Linked DNA regions of Mus musculus: region 2 is linked to region 1. Evidence: chromatin contacts called from public HiChIP or PLAC-seq data. All regions are on one chromosome and are shown on one strand. The core of a region is the stretch at or near the end of the contact, and the rest is flanking DNA. Distances in the headings are between cores, read along the strand shown. Region 1 has its middle 11 kb from the start of Trf. Region 2 holds the start of Topbp1 (topoisomerase (DNA) II binding protein 1).

Region 1 (5,508 bases), core at 1,397-3,896:
ATGGCTAGTCGCTATTCTCACTCCCACTTCCTACATTAAGAAGGAAAATAAACTTTAGATTTTACTTCTGGGGTTTGAAGTCCCTTTCAGATACTTTCCCTTCCTTCACATGAGAGTTTTCAAATATCCACAAAAGTGAGTCAGTAACATAGGAAACGCCCACAGACAACCCCCAGTTCCAACAATGCTCAGTGTTTTGTCTATTTTCTTTCACCCGTCTTCCCCCTTCCCCCCTCCTTTTTTTTTCTGAAGTGACAATTATCTTATTTCCCCCAGTATGCGATATATCTTTAACACACAGGAAATTTTGCATAACACTACTGACATCTATAGAAATTGATGTTGATGCTCTATTACCATCTATTTGCTACTCTCCAACATGACTTTGTTATTTCTTTGTTATTTGTGTCTGCATGTGTGCACATGTGCTCGCTTGCAAGTATGGAGGCCAGAGGACAATTTTCAGAGTTGTTCCTCTCCTTCCACTGTGGATCTTGAGGTTGGACTCAGGTTGTCAGACACAAAGGGAAGGTCTCCTAGTTGCTGAATGGTCACCAGCTCCCTTATTGCTCAGTCAATCTACAAATGTCTATGCGGGTCTAAAAGCAAATTAAACTAGGAGCTCAAAGTAGATCCTAAATGGGTTCTACATGCTACGTGAGGTCTATCGAGATCTGCATGCTACATGAGGGCTATCCCAGAGTCTCTTTTGCTCTAAAGTGATCACCTACATTTTATGCTGTTTACTTCAATAAAGTATCTGAAAGGGACTTCAAAGAAACCAGATCTTTGTCCCGCAGAATTTCCAGTGTTCCGGATTTGGCTGAGCTGTATCACGCTGGTGGGATTTAGCGTGCTCTTTTGTATTTGACAGCTATTTCTGGGGAGAGTTCCTTGACCTGGGTTTTTCTGAGATTACCTCATCATGAGACTTTGATTTCCTGATTCTGGCAACTACCTAGAAGAGGTGACATTGTATCACATGGCACAGGCTGCCATGGTGACTTGTTGCCTTGCTGTGTGGTTAACTGTTTCTTGGTGAGGGTATCTGGTAGGTTTTACCACCGAGCCCTGTTTTCAATTAGTAAGAAGTCTCCAAAGAAATACTTAGAGACTATTTCACATTTTTCTCCTAGTAGGATTTTTGCCCGCTGGTCTTAGCATTCAGTGGTGATTCTTGCCAGAATGACTTGGTCCTGCACCGATAACCAAATGTTGACACTCTGATCCTCTCATTCCCTCTAGATTCATTGATGAGCATCGTAAAGTAAGGAAAAGCCTCCCCTTCACACATTTATCTATCATTTAGATCAGTGTGGGCTCATGGGTTCCGATTTTATGCTGTAGATTATAACCCAGAACATCACTAGTCACTTTATTTGTCTCTCAAGGATAGTTGCTTTGTTTATATATACTTACTTAGTCATTTCACACCTGCATGTGTATATTTGTGAGCACCCGTGTGCTGTGGCAGTGTGTGGAGATCAGACGACAGTGTGGATTCCTGGGGCTGAGCTAGGACTATCAGGCTTAGTGGCAAGTGCATTTACCCACCAAGCCATCCCTCCAACCCTTGTCTTCTCATTATCACCCCTCTGTTGCCAGGACAGACTGTGTCCTCTAAAAAAAAAAAGCCCCATCAATCAAGTCCACCTTGTGTTTTCTCTGCACCGTCTCCGGGGTTTGTGTTTATGGAACCAAAAACTCCATGGAGACTTAATTAACCTTGTAGTGGAGAATGGTGTTCAGAAGTGCATTCTGAGAGCCTGCTGCTGAGGACTCATAGACCACAAGACTCTTCTGCACACACAGCTAGGATGCACATGTATGTGTGTGTGTTTGTGTGCACCCGCTTGTAAGTACACACATAGCTGTACCTATTTTGCATTCTGTGTGTGTGTGTGCCTTCTCACTGTTTCTGTCTTCCTCTCTGGCAACCATGAGTTCACACTGACTGACTGAGCGAGCCCCAGTTAAACCACAGTATGCATTCTAGCTTTCTTCTCTCCATCATTGCAGGGAGAGCTCAATGCAATTGAACCATAACCCACCATCTATCTAGATGTCTCCTTCCCCGTCCTATCAGTGAGAACTGGGTACTCCCATCCCCCCATCTCACTCTCCTTTCTCTTTGCTTCTGTGCATCATTATTCTCCTTATCCTCCAGGTCCCTTCACAGCCTCAGGCTCTTATGTGCTTCAGTCTCAGCCACTCCAGGAGAAGAGAAGAGAGGAGAGGAGGGGAGGGGAGGGGAGAGAAGGGGAGGGCAGGGGAAGGGAGGAGAGGAGAATGGATCCAATTTTATTGTTTTTTGTTTATTTCCAGTAAAAGGACAAGAGAAGGAGAGGGAAAGGGAGGAGAGAGAGGAAGACTATCTTTTCTCCACAGTACCCAGAGGACTGTGAAGAGCAGAGCAGAGCCTCGCAGAACCTTCCAGTGAAACAAAGCTTTGACTCCTTTCCACCCATCCAGTCATTCTGCTGCGGTCAACTAGGAGAGACCAGAGCTGTATGTGAAAGCCCAAGACTTTCATTCTGCAATGGAGGAGCTGCTAAGAAGTTCCTTTCCTAGTCCAGTACAACCCAGCCAGGCTCTACCTAACTCAAAAGCCAACTAGAGAGGCCACTGACCCCGGAATTGAGTGGACTCTGTCAAGTCTCATGTGTAAAGGAACAAAAGTCCCTGACCAAAGCGGGGCCTGCAGGAATGCAGGTCTTCTGTGGCATGCTGTTTACCAGACATCTGGACAGACCTGCAAAAGGTGAGGTTAGAGTCCAGGGTCACAGTTTAATGTCCCACAGTATGGCAGATTTGGGAAGGAAATGCAAAACAGTGACAGAGACACCACATCTGTCACAGAAACTTCTTCAGTCCCCAATTCCAGGGATTCCTCTCCCAGGGGACAAAGTAGGAAGCTTTGGCCTGGAAAGGAAGGCAGGGTATTCTGAGAACTATAAAGTAGGCCAGAGAACTAGATGGCAAAGAGTCTGGAGTTTCAAACACTGGGAGATTCTCAAATAGAGAAGTTGGCTTGCAGAAGAAGAGTCAGTCCCAGATCCTGATTTGTAGAAGGTCTTCACAGATGCCATCCTGATAGAAGAGGAACTATTCAAACATTGGAGGAAGTCCTAGCAGGAAAGACAAGATGGGGACAAGAGGTCACATCGTGGTCCTCCCTGCTAAAGGCACCCTTAAGTCTCCAGCGACTTAAGTGACTTGATCATATAAATGAAGACCTGTAGGGTAGATTATGAACTAAGCAAGTTAGTTAAGCCCCTCCCTCCTGTGGCTGCTCCTCATCCAGTAGGAGGATTGGATTAGTAATGCCTATCCTAGCCAGTTGGAGAGATTAGTAATGCCTACCCTAGCCAGCTGGAGAGATTAGTAATGCCTACCCTAGCTGACTGGAGACATGGCTAATAAGTTGGTAAAGTGCTTGCCGAGCTGACATGAAGACCAGAGTTCAGATCCCGGCACCCATATAAACAGCCAGGTGTGGCTGCTTACAGCTGTGATCCCAGCACTGGAGAGCAGAGACAGAGGGTTGTCGGGCCTCACTTGCTAGCCAGACTAGCTGAATTGGTGAACTACAAGCTCAGTGAGAGACTCTTGTTTTAAAAATATAAGGTGGAGAATGATGAGGGAGACACCCAACATTGATCTATGGCCTCTACACACATACATGTGCACAGCAGCTACATACATACATGCATACATACATACACACACACACTCACAATGTGCATGCATGTAATCCTATCACTTGGGAAGTAGAGACAGCAGAATCAAGAGTACCAACCTAGTCTTAGCTATATAACAAGTTTGAGGCTATCCTGGGATACATAAGACCCTGTTGTGTGTGCGTATGAGTGTGTGTGTGTGTGTGTGTGTGTGTGTGTGTGTGTGTGTTTTGCCTAGTTAATAGAGGATCTAAATTAGTGAGGTGTCTGATATGGGTACTAGAAAATGAACTAAGGTCCTCTGGAATCTTAATCACTGAGCCATCTCTCCAACCCCGTTTTATTCTTATTTTTAATTATATGGTAGAGGCAGAGGGTTTTCATGTGAGCTAAGGCAACCACAGAGGTCAGAGGTGCCAGATCTCAGGATATGTTAATAATTGACCTAATACAGTGTTGATATATTGCTATTTTTTAAAAATTTTGTCTATAATCTGACCAATATTCAGCACCCCCCCCCTTAAGTCCTTTAGGTACAGTCTTCAGAACTTAGCTCCTCAGGTCCAATTTCTTGTTTTGGTGGTTATTTTTATTATTGTTAGGGTTTTTTTGCTTGTTTTTTGAGACAGGTTCTTAGTATGTATCCCTGGCTAGCCTGTACCTCACTTCGTAGACTAGGATGGCATTAAACTCACAACCACTCAACTACTTCTTCCTCCTGAGTACTCACCTCTCAGGTTCCATTTTATCGGGGAACCTTTTAAAAGGTGCTGATCAATAGATCCTAGGCAGTGCACGCTAGAAGACTTAGCTAGGAGTTGTTTGTGTGTCTGTATACAAATTACTGGTGACCTCCATCTATACATCTAACCTGGGCTGAGTACCATCTTGTGCCATCCAAGGAGTAATAAAACATATAAAGACTCTACTTCAATCCTAGGCCACAAAACAAGGTATCTAAAAACAGGCAAGCTTTTTACTCTTAAGCCCCACTATCCCATTAGTGATAGAAATGCAAATATCTTCCCTGTTATGACAGCTACTGACCTTGCTAGTGAGATGCTGGCTCTGAGCTGACAGGTGGCAATCATGATCCCCTCCATTACTACTGGGCCTGTCAGCAAGACACAGGTAGGGAGAGAGCATCTACTATAACAACCTCACTTCACAGATTAAAAAAAACAAAAAACAGAAAACTGGAGCCAGGCAGTGGATATAGCTGGTCCACTGCCCAGTAGAGCAAGGACACAGGAGCCTAGAACTGGGCTGGTGCCCTGAGATGTCCCCTTTGTCTTGTTCCTGGAAAGTACCTCTCATTTCCCCCAGGTTTATTTCAGAATTTAATTCTCCCTGTTAGTTCGTCAAGAGATGTTAAGACTCGGACTTTCAGGTGGACTCATAGGCAGGTGACCAGATAAACTGAGCAGAGTCCAAGGCTCCCAGGGCCAAGGCAAACAGAACACTGGCCCCTCTGCTGTTCCTACAGCCTATGCTGTTGTTGAATGTCCCTACTTGCCATGGAAAAAGAGGACCGAAGTCCACCTTCCTTCCCGGCTTGTCCAAATTAAGCCTCTGACCTGTACAAATTCCCAGACATACAAGCCATCAGTGTCAACTGTTGGTTTCTTCAACTAAATGGCCTTATCCTTTTTAGTTGTCAGGAATGTTACTCATGGACAAATCTTTAATCACTATATAACTACTCTGTATGCGCAATTTAACAAAACCTACCAGCCTTTCAGCTTAGCACCTAAAATGAACTAACAAGCCCCTATTCCCATTCTCCTCCATGAGGAAGGAAGGGAGAAGTCTCGGGAGACCCACTGAA
Region 2 (5,748 bases), core at 1,638-4,137, 64 kb after region 1:
TATCAGCTTTCATAGCTGCTAGGCCACTTCAAGTTAGCTCTGTAGCAATAGAGGCTGTTTGCTAAGCTCTCTTGTATTTATACATATTCACTTGAAATGCTGGGAATTTAAATATAAAACCCTTTAAGTAAAACAAACGAGCCCTTTTCAACTAAAAAAAGAAAAAAAAAAACATCAAGGTGGGTGATACCTGAGGAATAACAGCTGGGGCTGGCACCTGACTGTCATATACTTGAGCACACATGTGTACCTGCACACATGTGAACATACATAACACACGCCTCAATAAAATGTATGTTGTGGTGGGGCTGCAGAGGTGCGTCAGTGGTGAAGAGAATTTGCTACTCTTCCAGAGGACCCAAGTTTTGTTTCCATGTTAGACAGCTCCCAACTGCCTGTAACTCCAGCTCTGGAGATTTGATGCCACCTCCTGGCTTCTATGGGCATTACATTCATGTGCACAAACACACATAATCAAAGTAAAAATATACTGTGTTAAATGCATAAACATATACCATGGTCATTTATCAGATCGCCTATAGACTGCTCTGAAGGGCATTTTCTTGATTAGTGATTGATGTGGGAGGGCCCAGACCATTGTGGGTGGTGCCACCCCAGGGGAGGTGATCCTAGGTGATCTAAGAAAGCAGGCTTGAGCAAGCAGTGGGTGTAAGCCTGGTTGTCTTTGGCCTCTGCTTTAGTTCTTGCCCTGACTCTCCTCAGTCCTTGGTGACCTATCAAGTATCCTACAGATATGATGACAACTTCAGGACAGAACTGCATTTTAGACATCAACTGTGGCTTCTTTTTCACAGCTCTAATAATTTCTTCAAGGCACTGCAGGGTCTCATGTATCCCAAGATACCTCCTGCTTAGCTAGGATGCAACCAGTGTTATATGGCCCTGAAGATGGAACCCAGGGACTTTTATGCTAGGCAAGTGCTCTACCAACTGAGCTACATCCTCAGACCCTTACCTCCAATACTAAGTATTTCCCTTCTTTTCCCTAGTGGGCATTTACCTCTGCGCCAGTGTTATCGATATCCTGTAAATGAAAAAAGTTAATGATACCTTTAAAGCAGGACCATTATAATCACTACAGTGACCAGCAACCCTAAATATATTGTACTTAAAAGAATAGAGTTTGTGTTGGGCGTGGTGGCATACCTTTAATCTCAGCATTCCGGGAGGCAAAGGCAAGATCTCTTGAGTTCAAGGCCAACCTGTCCTACACAGTGAGTTCCAGGACAGCCAAGGCTATGCAGAAACTCTGTCTCAAAAAATAAAATAAAATAAAATAAAGCTGGGGGTGGCTAATAATTCAGCATTTTATCAATAATTTACCCTTAGCAACTTTTTTTTGTTTTTGTTTGTTTGTTTGTTTGTTTGTTTTTCGAGACAGGGTTTCTCTGTGTAGCCCAGACTGTCCTGGAACTCACTTTGTAGACCAGGCTGGTCTTGAACTCAGAAATCCCGCCTGCCTCTGTCTCTGCCTCCTGAGTGCTGGGATTAAAGGCGTGATCCACCACTGCCCCCGGCTACCCTTAGCAACTTTTAAGAGGTAACATAAGAATGGGGTTTTGGTTAGAACCTAAGAGTTTTCTTACTGTAGATAGGCCAGAATAGTCAGATATTACCTGGGGACAGTGAAAAATGAGAAAGGGCATGAGCTATCAAAGGTGGCAGGATCTAACTGGATTTTTACAAGGAGAACGACCAGTAGTCAGACTACAGGTTTGGCTAAGTAAAGATTCTTTGTCACAAAATGCCGGAAGTACACATCAGAAAAGAAAAAAACCAACTTCTGTAATAAACTGTGCCGGGAAAATTGGATAGCCATACATAAAAGAAGGAAACTAGATCTTAATCTCTCTTGCGTTACACAAATATCAACTCCAAATGGATTAAAGACCTTAATGTCAGAACTGAAATCCTGAAACCAAAATAGTCAAGGGCTTTCTGAATAGGGCCCTAGTTGCTCAGGATATAATACGAACAACGGACAAATGAAATGGGATTGCGTGAAGTTAAAAGGTTGTGCACAGCAAAGAAAAATTAATCAAATGAATAAGCATACAGATGGGAGAAAATCTTTGCCAATTATACACCTGATAGAGGATATCTAGAAATACTTTTTTTTGGGGGGGGGGGGGTGGAGTTTCAAGACAGGTTTCTCTATATAGTCCTGGCTGTCCTGGAACTCACTTTGTAGACCAGGCTGGCAACTCAGAAATCCGCCTGCCTCTGCCTCCCAAGTGCTGGGATTAAAGGTGTGCTCTACCACTGCTCGGCTTAGAAATACATATTTTAAAAGTCTTGAATGTGAATATAACCTAATCAATAATCTAGCGTGCCTTTCATCACCCAGTCTTCTTTCCGTTACTGTTTTTGGCTTTGGTAAGGATTGATTGTTCATCCACTTTGGGGAGTCAGACCTTGACTTTCTTAACATCCTCCCACCCACAAGCCGCTATTAGCTTCATGCGCTGCCCCGGCACCGTCAGGAGAACTCGCCACTGGACCCCCTCGCCCCACTTCTGCACGTTCTGGACTTAAGGCTGATCGGTCCGGCCGCCCGCAGGCCCTCGCCACGAACGATGAGCTGCGCCGCAGCCGAAACTGTTGCCGCAAACCCAGACCCCAGAGCATCTCGGGAAAGCGTGCCCAAGGACCGCCCTCTTCCGACCGCTCCGCTTCCCAGAGCGGGGGCCCCGATGACGCCACTTCCTCCGGAAGAGGTGTGGCGTCCGCTCGGTTGGCGCGAAAGTCGGTTCCCGGTCTTGGCCCTTCCGGGTTCTGCAGCGTTAGCTTCGGGTTGGGGGCGCCGCCGAGGGCGGGGGCTGCGCGCCGGGCTGGCGCCCGACCCCAGCCGCCGTCCTGCCGGCCGCGCGCCCCCCGACTTGGTGCCCGTGGGCCCTCGGGCTCCACCTAGGTGAGCGAGCTTCGGCTCCTCCCGGCCGGCGTGGCCGCCCGGCGCCTCTTGCGGCCTTCGCGCCTCTCCTAACCGGCGGGTGGGCCTCAGGTCCCTGGGGAGCCGCGGCCTGGACGCTCCTTTCCCTGGGAGCTGGGCCGAGCGTGCACGACCTTGCACGGTGGCTGCTTGCGTTCAGAGTTCGTTAACTTAGGAGCAAATCTTGCGGGCTGTGGGTACCCGTAGCCGCAGCGGCGCCCTGCGTCGTCTTAAGCCCCATGCAAGTGAACAGTGAGTGACTGAGGACCAAACCAAGGGTCTCAGGGGATTCAATCAGGAACGTTCATTTTGTTCTCACGTTTGCAAGGATCCGTGTCCTTTTTTTTCTTCTTCGACTTTGCCCACCTTCTGGGGCCCTTTGTAAACATCTTGAATGAATTGATGAACCAAGCCAGATAGCTATGTCTTAGGCACTCTTGTCTGCATAAGAAAATAGTTGATTTGCAGGCCGGGCGGTAGTGGCACACTCCCTTTTTTGCCAGCTTGAGTGAGGCAGAGGCCGAGCATCTCTTGAGTGCCAGGCAGACCTAGTCTACAGAGCGAATTCCAGGACTGCCAGGGCTTGTCTCAAAACTAAAAAAAAAAAAAAAAAAAACCAAAAACCCTACAAAAATAGTTGACTTGTACATTTAATTCCCTGATTGACTGACTGACTTTTGTTCTTCTTGACTGCCTTATTCTCACAGTTCAGCTATGTCCAGAAATGACCAAGAGCCGTTTCTTGTGAAGTTTTTAAAGTCTTCGGACAATTCAGAATGCTTTTTTAAAGCTCTTGAGGTAAGAATTAATGGATATGTCTTATTTGATACTTGAGCTCATTTTCATGTTTTAAATGTTTTTGCTTTGTTGGATTTTATGTCTTAGAAGTAGATAATTTTAATGAAATTTTGCTATAGCATATGCTTAATACAGATAAATCACTGCTATATAATTTTTAGTTGATGCAAGTTTACCATTATATTTTTTGGGAGGATTGAAATCTATTGTGACAATTGGATGTTAACCTACAGTTTGATCCCCTACCCCCGCCCGGTCTGTGTCTGTTTGTGTGTGTGTCTGAGCCATCTTCCCAGTCCTCTGACTTAGAGTTCCTGACTTGTTTTGTTTACTAACCCCATTGATCCTTTAAGCACTGAAAAACGGAGTCACAATGCAATAGTTTTGGTTCATTGCTTGCTCTCTCTCTTTCTCTCTGTCTCTCTCTCTCTGTCTCTCATACACACACACACACACACACACACACACACACACACACACACACATATTCATGAATGAATGAATGATGGGAGTAGTTTTGAGCTTTGCCATTCACAAACCCTAGTAATGTCCTTGTAGCTTGGGAATCTATTAGAAATGCAGAGCCTTGGGATCCCAACCCACATTTGACAATTAGAATATGCATTTTAAACAAAAGTCCCAGTGCATATTCAGGTTTGAGAAGTTAGCTGTTTTTTTTTTGTTTGTTTGTTTGTTTTGTTTTTTAAAGTTCACTCACTTAGCAATCATCAATTGAGTGTCCGTCATCTGACAGGTTTTCCTCTAGCATAATACTTGGGGTACACCAATGATCAGAACAAGCAAATATCTCTCCTCTTTCAGCATACATAGAACAGGAAATCGGTATTAATCAGGTGATAAGCAAGAAACTACACAGTATGGGGGCAGTGAAAGAGTTGAGACTGAGTCTCACAGTGTAGCCCAGACTGATCTGGAACTCTGTGCTTCTGCCTCAGTTTCCTGCATGCTGAGATTACAGGTGTGTGCCCCAAAACCTAGTACCTATGTAATGTGTTATAAGGGGTCTAGTACTGTGGGAAAATGAAAAAGAAAAAGCCAAAACAATTTAAGGTTTTCCAGAGGATGTTTGTTGGAGGAGAAAGACATGGAAGGGTTACAGCTTAAAACTGAATTTAAAAAAAAGCAAACTATTTCTCTTAAGATTATAGACTAGGGTCTTGTATAAGGTACTAGGTATCCGGATATGCTTATAAACAAAATACATCATGGAATGTTCATTTGTGTTGGTGTGTGGGGATGGTGTTTATGTGGGTGCTCTTGTGCACATGCATTCGGAATAGTATCTGCATACCACAGTACATGTGTAGATGTCAGAGGACAACTTGAAGCAGTTGGTTCTCCTTTTACCCTGAGGTTCTCAGGCTGAATGGCAGGCACTTTTACCTGATGAGCCATTTAACAGAACCAACACATTCCTTCTCACAGGGAAGAAATAAAACTATGTACATTTACAAAAAGAACCATTTTTTTTTCCTTCATAAAATGTAGTCAAGTGGTAGAGGGAGTGTAGTTAGAAAGCAGGATGACCATGGGAATATTGCTTAGTGGTAGTTGTATAGTGTGCATAAAAACCTGGTTTTAGTTCCCGGTGCTGCAAAGCAAACCCACCGTGGTATCTAGAAAGATCTAGACAGGTATCTCTAGGAAGTGACAGTGAAGCAGGCGTTATTGCAGTGAAGAACCACTTCCAATGAAAGCTTAAGAAAAGAGTAGCTCCTGTAGTAGGACCAGAAGCAGAACCGCTTAGTAGGTCATTAGTATCTTCCAGGTGTACGGTTTGGGGATGACTGGAATTAGCCAGGAAGGTGGATGTAAAGATGAGACTTGAGATAAGTGAGGGCTAAATTTTATGATTTTGTAGTCATGAAGTTGTATGGTGCTGATGCATCTTTAATCCCAGCTCTTGGGAGGCAGAGAGATCTCTATGAAATGGAGGCCAGCCTGGACTACGGAGTTAAGTTCCAGGACAACCAAGGCTA

The links. HiChIP or PLAC-seq counts read pairs in DNA pulled down with a chosen protein or histone mark.
Region 2: a contact with region 1 is called in an H3K27ac HiChIP or PLAC-seq map of microglia, with 5 times the contacts expected there. The contact joins the promoter of Topbp1 here to the enhancer-like site in region 1. A contact is called at or near these places in 6 of 39 promoter capture datasets (3T3-L1-derived adipocytes, the HPC-7 cell line, embryonic stem cells and 3 more), 2 of 15 datasets of contacts at CTCF or cohesin (the G1E-ER4 cell line and pro-B cells), 35 of 484 Hi-C or Micro-C datasets (ECoMG myeloid progenitors, the G1E-ER4 cell line, the HL-1 cell line and 21 more), 20 of 115 datasets of contacts at active chromatin or transcription factors (the HPC-7 cell line, the SCID.adh cell line, bone marrow-derived dendritic cells and 11 more) and 4 of 9 other capture datasets (adipose tissue, liver, macrophages and 1 more).

Annotation. Positions count from the first base shown.
Region 1 is chr9:103,238,720-103,244,227 of GRCm38.p6, forward strand. No RefSeq gene overlaps it. Among named protein-coding and RNA genes, the nearest start is that of Trf, 11 kb to the left of the region's middle. Within about 2 kb of position 2,647, at least 18 of the 459 cell types and tissues checked have an H3K27ac peak or open chromatin away from gene starts, as enhancers often do. A contact at or near this core is called in adipose tissue, bone marrow-derived macrophages, liver and 2 more, where this site is marked.
Region 2 is chr9:103,302,440-103,308,187 of GRCm38.p6, forward strand. Topbp1 (topoisomerase (DNA) II binding protein 1) reads left to right here and starts at 2,888. Exons shown (of 28, transcript NM_176979.5): 1 at 2,888-2,932; 2 at 3,658-3,748. The coding sequence starts at 3,665.